Linked DNA regions of Sus scrofa: region 1 is linked to region 2. Evidence: chromatin contacts called from public HiChIP or PLAC-seq data. All regions are on one chromosome and are shown on one strand. The core of a region is the stretch at or near the end of the contact, and the rest is flanking DNA. Distances in the headings are between cores, read along the strand shown. Region 1 has its middle 32 kb from the start of ISOC1. Region 2 has its middle 45 kb from the start of SLC27A6.

Evidence for each region. HiChIP or PLAC-seq counts read pairs in DNA pulled down with a chosen protein or histone mark.
Region 1: an H3K27ac HiChIP or PLAC-seq map of alveolar macrophages shows a contact between it and region 2. The contact joins two enhancer-like sites. A contact is called at or near these places in 1 of 5 promoter capture datasets (liver), 24 of 47 Hi-C or Micro-C datasets (adipocytes, alveolar macrophages, brain and 13 more) and 2 of 2 datasets of contacts at active chromatin or transcription factors (alveolar macrophages and skeletal muscle).

What each region holds. Positions count from the first base shown.
Region 1 is chr2:131,887,529-131,891,039 of Sscrofa11.1, reverse strand. No RefSeq gene overlaps it. Among named protein-coding and RNA genes, the nearest start is that of ISOC1, 32 kb to the right of the region's middle. Within about 2 kb of position 2,214, at least 3 of the 83 cell types and tissues checked have an H3K27ac peak or open chromatin away from gene starts, as enhancers often do. A contact at or near this core is called in alveolar macrophages, where this site is marked.
Region 2 is chr2:131,702,969-131,706,798 of Sscrofa11.1, reverse strand. No RefSeq gene overlaps it. Among named protein-coding and RNA genes, the nearest start is that of SLC27A6, 45 kb to the left of the region's middle. Within about 2 kb of position 1,633, at least 1 of the 83 cell types and tissues checked has an H3K27ac peak or open chromatin away from gene starts, as enhancers often do. A contact at or near this core is called in alveolar macrophages, where this site is marked.

The DNA.
Region 1 (3,511 bases), core at 965-3,464, 180 kb before region 2:
CAGTTAAATCTTATTTTTAAAGGGACAAAAGGAATGAGCTCCATATTGCTTCAAAAATGACCTAGAAAGTCGGCCCAATTCAGGATAGTGAAAATTCACTTAGTTTTAATATTTAGGTAAAATAATGAATACAGACTAATAACTTGTTATAAACGTTAAACAACTCTCTCAAAATACCACTCCTAAATTTTGTATGACGTTAGGTTAGTAATCTGAGATCGCAGGGGAAAACATGCATTGCTGTCTTATGGTTTTGCCCAGAGTCTTCATCTGATTATTACGTTGCCTTGCATTCCCTAAACTGACACAGTGTCTAACTCAATTTTAAGAACATTTTTTAAGAAAAAGGAACATTTTTACATTCCTAAACCTAAAAAATTAGTCTTACTCAATTCCATATGATATTGCCATTTACTAGTAGGAGTTATGGCTAAGTCTTACTTTTAGAATTTCCCTCAAAAGGGTCTTAAGGCAGGATAACTCCTATCTTTATCTCAGAATTCATCTGACCTGTAGAACACACACACACACACATCAATGTTGAAAAAATAAATCTGCAAAGAGAAGGATGGCTGGAGACAAGAATACAACCAGGAGAAACCAGCTTGGTTTTCGTCAGAATTTTGAGTACTTATAATAAAGGGACTAAACAGATTGGGCAACATGAGCAAGTACCAACAATTTACTGCAGTAGCTCCTGTCCTCTCCCCTGCACAGACCACCTTATTCAGGCTTCACCGCTTTCACAGTGCAGAAGAAAGCACTAAATCCAAATGCTCAGGGAGTTCCCGTCATGGCGCAGTGGTTAACGAATCCGACTAGGAACCATGAGGTTGCAGGTTTGGTCCCTGCCCTTGCTCAGTGGGTTAACGATCCGGAGTTGCTGTGAGCTGTGGTGTAGGTTGCAGACGCGGCTCGGATCCTGCGTTGCTGTGGCTCTGGCGTAGGCCAGTGGCTACAGCTCCAATTCGACCCCTAGCCTGGGAACCTCTATATGCCACGGGAGTGGCCCAAGAAATAGCAAAAAGACCAAAGGAAAAAAAAATGTTCAAATGTATGCATTTATGAAGAACAGAAGTGAATCATTTAAAATACTCCCAGGAGTTTGTATCAAATACTTATTTTTTTTAAAGCTACAGAGAATAGGCACACCAAACTAGAAATAATTTAATTTTCTGATTTATAAATTTATATTTTACCCAACAGCCAAGTACTGAGTCCTCATTTTTCATACTCGGGTTCAGCTTTTCTTTATGTGAGACCCTGGGTCTTTGAGATTTGGTTACTCAATAAACAGTATTCCCTCAAAGCTCTGAGGGATGTGAACAGCATGAGGTGGGCTGGTTAGAAAGCCCTAACCATCGGAGCCCACTGAACAGACGGCTGGTGGAGGACTTAAGTCTGCATTTCAGTATCTCATCCTTAAAGGAAACTGGATGCATTCATTTCTAAGGTTACATTTACTGAAAAAGTCGTAGACTCCTAAAATTTAAGCATTCACTCTCTCAGTGTATTTCACCATCTAGGTTAATTACAAATCACATAAAAGATATATGCCTATGCCTTTCCACCAACAAGAACAGAAAAGCCAGGGGAAAAAACACTGAGGAACTTGTTAACAAGACTCCAAAAGGAACCTTGAAAATATTGGATTTTCTTTCACAGAGCTCTTACCATTTTCTTCAAATGCTTTCTAGATTCCATGGTTTATTTTTACACAGTGAAAGCTGAGAAACCGTTAGGATTTAAACCCCACAAAGGTAGGGACTTCACTTTTCTGTAAATGAAGACTTAACATGTTTCAATGGATGGACCTAGAAATTATCATGCTAAGTGAAGTCAGTCATACAATGAGACACCAACATCAAATGCTATCACTTACATGTGGAATCTACAAACAGGACACAATGAACTTCTATGCAGAACAGATACGGACTCACAGACTTTGAAAAACTTATGGTTTCCAAATGAGACAGGTTGGGGGATGGGGGGATACACTGAGGGTTTGGGATGGAAATGCTATAAAATTTGGTTGTGATGATTGTTGTACACCTATAAATGTAATAAAATTCATTAAGTAATAAAAATAAATAAATCCCCCCCCCAAAAAAAAGATTTAACATGTTTCATAATAAAACATGAGAGATGAGCAGCTCTGGCTGAAGCTGAGTTAGGAGCCATATTCTCACACTGTGCCCCAAGGGGGCGCCATCGAGCTTCTAGTGCAGGTGTTCTCTGACTAGGATCCATCCAAGTGTGCACTGAAATGGATGTTTCCAGGACTCTGAGCAGCTAGAGCCTTTTAGTATGTTGCCTCTCCCAGACAAGCTTTATCAGTTTACCCTAAAGTACTCCAGAAATGGTAGTTTTTCTTTTTTACTCCCATCGTGGTGGAAAGTTTCAAAATGACTGTAGCACATGACAGATAAAGCCTGAGAAACAAGTGTGGCCTGTTGGCCACTGACTCAACAGCCTTACATGGGTCTTAACGTACATGTGATTGCAGGCGAATCCACCTGAATTAGCTTGCCAGCATACCCCACAAAAATGAATAAACTCAACTGCTAGATTCAGTTGCTTAATTTGTCCAGGGAGAAACAAGCTTAATTTTCACCAATCTTTTGGTTAATTGGAGTACCTCCAGTTCTTTATAATAAGCCACACCATCTGCAAAAGAAAAGGCAGTCACTGTTCTATTTTATGTGACTGGAAGTCCTGCAGCTAGTTCGAGAAAAAAAAAATTGCTTTAATTTAGAGAGAAATTAAAGAAGGGGGAGCCAAGGTCTTTGAAATACACCACTCGACATGAATGTTTTCTGTCAGAAGACCTGCCCTGTCAGGGCTGACTTTGAGGAGCACTGAGAGTTGCGACTGTGCTAAGTTTTTTATAAACATTATATGAAGTTCTCTTGATTAACAAGAGCTTCTTTGGTAGCGGCTGAAAAAAAAAAAAAAAAAACTGGAGTTCACAGGAGAGACCATAACATTTAATCTAGTCCAGATGATCTCCAAGTCCCATCAAATAAGACACCTGGTGGGTTGAGCCATGTCTGGAGCTCCCTGTGGGCCTGGGTGTGGGTGAGGAACAGCATGTTCTCTGACCTTGACCCCATCACAATTCTGTGCTCCCTGAAAGCACGGTAAATGGGGATGCCCGGGCTCCAGATGATTTTGCTGTGGAGACAGACTGAAAACCCAAGTGAAGGGCTCCTTGTTTACTGATTAAGGCAGACTAACACTTAGGTCCACCTTCAAGAGTGGTAGCTGAGGAGCTACTGATATCCATCATCATCAGAAAACACTCACATCTACATACAACAGCTAAGAGTTTTGGTATCAGGCAAAATTCTCCCCGTGCCTTTTTCAATACGAACTAACTCTCGGCTGACTCCATATAAGATCTATTGGGGGGAAGACAAGTTCAAAGAATTCCAAAATGGCAAAAAAACAAAAACAAAAACAAACAAACAAAAAAACTACAAAACTGAACTACAGGAGTTAGTTTTCTTCT
Region 2 (3,830 bases), core at 384-2,883:
AATTCATAAAAACTGAGACTACCAGTTTCTCTTAAAAATAATTAATTGCATTGTAAAATTACTTCACCATGTGCAAAATTTCCTCTTAATACACAATACATACTTTTAGGATTAATTTTGCTATTCTGTAATCCCCAAGTTAACTTCTTTCTAAAGGTAAGCAGATTTTGTCTTTTGGTCTTTGATGAATTGATTTCTGCATATGTTAGATAATATATACAGGGGTAATTTTCATTCTTCGCTCATGTCCCTGAATTTCATACTTTTTAGCTCTAAGTGACTTCGACAGAGTTACCTAAGTATGTATCAGCGCTGTCCTTGGAGGAATAGGATTCCTCTTGCAGAACTGCCTGAGAAAGGGAATGAACCTGTTGTGGAGAGTAACACCTTCCCTCCTGGACACTCAAAGATCACAGGACGTCACTGATGTTATTTTAACCTCATTTGCCTTCAGAGTAATAGTGTTTGAGAGATCGCCCTACTACAGCACCAAGTCACAGGTTTAACTGTCGCCCCCATACAGTGCTTGTCCATACAGTGTGCTGTGGCTGTGTTCATGTCTGACCCCAGATCCATCACTTTTAAAATGGATTGCTGCTTGTTGGGGCTCACAGACACATCTCACCTCACTTACTAGAGAGCATATTTTTTATTGAGGTGTAATTGACATAAACAGTGTATTAGTTTCAAGTATATGATATAATGAATGGATATTTGTGTATATTGTGAAATCGCCACAATGTCTAATTAACATTCTTCACCATATATAGTTACAGAATTTTTCTCTTATGGTGAGAATTTTAAGATTCACGCTCTTCCGCGACTTTTAAATTTGCAATACCATATTATTAACTATAGCCAACATGCAGTCCATTCCCGGGACTTATTTTATACCTGAAAGGTTGTACCATTTTTCCCCCTTTCCTCCATCCCCACCCACTCCTGCCTGTTCTCTCTGTATCTCTGAGGTTTATTTTCGAAGATTTCATATATAAGTGATTCTCATATGGTATTTGTTTTTCTCTGTGGGACTTATTACTGTTTTTATATTGTCAAAATGTGTGGCATTTACATTTGGCTCAATGGCAGTAATTCCAACAGTTGTTTAACCCTGGTCCCATGTTTAAACGCATTCAATGTTTATGGCAGAAACGGTCTCGGTGGCCCTCGACCTTGGCCATGGTCTATAACAGAAACCTTGATCTTGACCTGCACACTGGGCTGGCCAGAATGAAAACCTTCTATTTGTCAACCTAGATATAGCTCTTGGACAAAGTTCCCATCCATGAGAAGGAAGTACAGATGCTAAGGGATTCCTTGCAGGAATCTTTTCTAAAAGGCAGTTAGTATTCCATACACTGTATATTTTTTAAAGTCAATTTCAAGAAGAAGCATGTATACTGGGGGATTCCAGACACATTCTACAAGATGGGAAATAAATCATACAACATTTCAAGGGTGCAGCACATCAGTTAAGATTTTAAGAGTTCAATAGTATGGCATGTGACCAGACATTCCCCTCCACAATAAAAGACAAATTATCATGTCTCAATGTCTAAACCACCTAAGCTCTACACTCCCCACTGGACTGACAGATCTCTGTTGCAAGTTCCCCGTCTGTCCTGTCCTGACTTGCCCACTCCTTATACGTGACAGGAGAGGAGCATTGCCCCACCTCCTCCTACCCACACTGTAACACGTTTACTTAGACTTGTTTGGGTTAAGCAACATGATGACGCTTGAAGATTTATCAGGGAAGGGGGATTTCTGGATTTCAGAATGAACAATTACTTTTTGCTGACTTTTGAGATCCTGGCTTGCAACTTCAACTCTCTTGAGCTATATAGTTCATGTGGTTGGGTCCCCTTTCTTTTTGCATCTAGTCACATCTTCTGCAGTTTTCCAATTTTTGTTGCATTTCTTGGTGGAGGGAGGACTCACAATTCTTTACAGAGTTAGAGTTAATGCTAATTAGAGGGTGCATTTCTTCCTCTGGAGCTATTAGCTATAGAATGAGACCAATTGTTTCTCACTGTAGACAACCTTGGCTTTTCCAACCTCTTATTTTTGATGTATACCATTTTTAATATAGTGATAATCATAAGTCAAAGTAATAGCTGAAATGCCTACAATGTGCCGTGTGTGTGTGAGAGAGAGAGAGAGAGACACAAAGAGACTCCTGTGAGAACTCTAGGATTTAATGGGTCTAGCACACACGTGCCTCTAACTCTTAAGATAATACATTTGCACTTCCGTATTTATAAGTCCACCTATATTAATGCCATGCTTTATAAATCATGGCTTTTTTGTTTCCTCTAGAGGCTTTAATTTTAAGGATAAATGAAATGTTTTAAAATAAAACCAATACCCAGTCTTAACATTGTGTGGTCAATTATTAAATTGTATTGCCATAGCTAAATGCCTTCGAATACTAAAAATGAAGCATATAAAAAGTTAGATGGGCTTTACACTTATTATTATGTATGAATATTACATTATTTTAATAAACGTTTTCCTGCACATACTCTTGAATGGCACTGGGATTCGATGTCCCTATAAAATCACATCTCTTCCTTTCTGGTGATTGTTTGAGCCTTATTACCTTCAAACAGATTCTTGGCTCTTTAAGAGTAGGAATGTTGCGTTCACATTTTTATTCCATAGCAATCAGCACAATGCCAGTGTCTTGTGCATTGGCAGTGCTAATAGGAATTTGTCTAACTAATTGACAGGCAAGAGATTAATGTTATCATGAGACTGACTATATTAATTCATGTTGCCAGCTTTGAGTAAGGACTGTTGATGTTATTTGTTTTACTAGCAAGTGAACATCTATGTACAGACATGCCAGTGTTATCCTAAGCTCACTGTGACTGAACGTGGCTTATTAAAGATGGCCACAAACGCTGTGACTTCTTTGAAACTGGGCACAACGACCCTTTCCTTTGAATCCAAGTTAACCTTTGACTGCTGAGGCCAAGGAAGTATTGCAGAAAGAAAATATGTTAGTTTCAAGTCTAGCCTAAAATGATCGACAGCTTTCCCTCTTTTTTTTTTTTTTTTTTTTTTTTTTTTTTTTGTCTTTTGTCTTTTTAGGTCACACCTGCAGCATATGGAGGTTCTCAGGCTAAGGGTCTAATCAGAGCTATTGCTGCTGGCCTATGCCAGAGCCACAGCCATGCCAGATCTGAGCCACATCTGCGAGCTACACCACAGCTCATGGCAACGCTGTATCCTTAACCCACTGAGCGACGAAGGGGATAGAACCCGCAACCTCATGATTCCTAGTCGGATTTGCCTCCGCGGCGCCACGACGGGAATTCCCAGCTTTCACTTTGGTTTCTAGGAGGCCTGGGCCACCACGTAGGAAGCTACCCTGAGGCATGGAACACGTGGAGAAGCCATGAAATTGTAATGGAAAAGAAGGTATGACAGCTGTCCTTGACAAAGTGTCAGGCATGAGAGTGAATCCATCTTAGAGCTTTTAAACCAGACCAGCTGCCAGCATAATAATACATCAAGTGACCTTGATGGATGCCACATGAAACAGAAAAATTATCCAGTTTAATTCTGCCTGAATTCCTAACTCACAAAATCATGAGGTGTAAGAAAAGGGTTGTTTCAAGTCACTGCTTTTTAGGGTAGTTTCATATGTAGAATCAATAACCAGAAACTTCCACAGGCTGGTTTGCCGAGTTGCTACCAGCCACAGTAACTACCTGGCCTCCTGTCATGATTTATTTATTTTATTTTATTTTTGTCTGTTTGTTTTTCGTCTGTTTTTGGCAGAGGGCCCACCTGCAGCATATGCAGGTTCCCAGGCTAGGGGT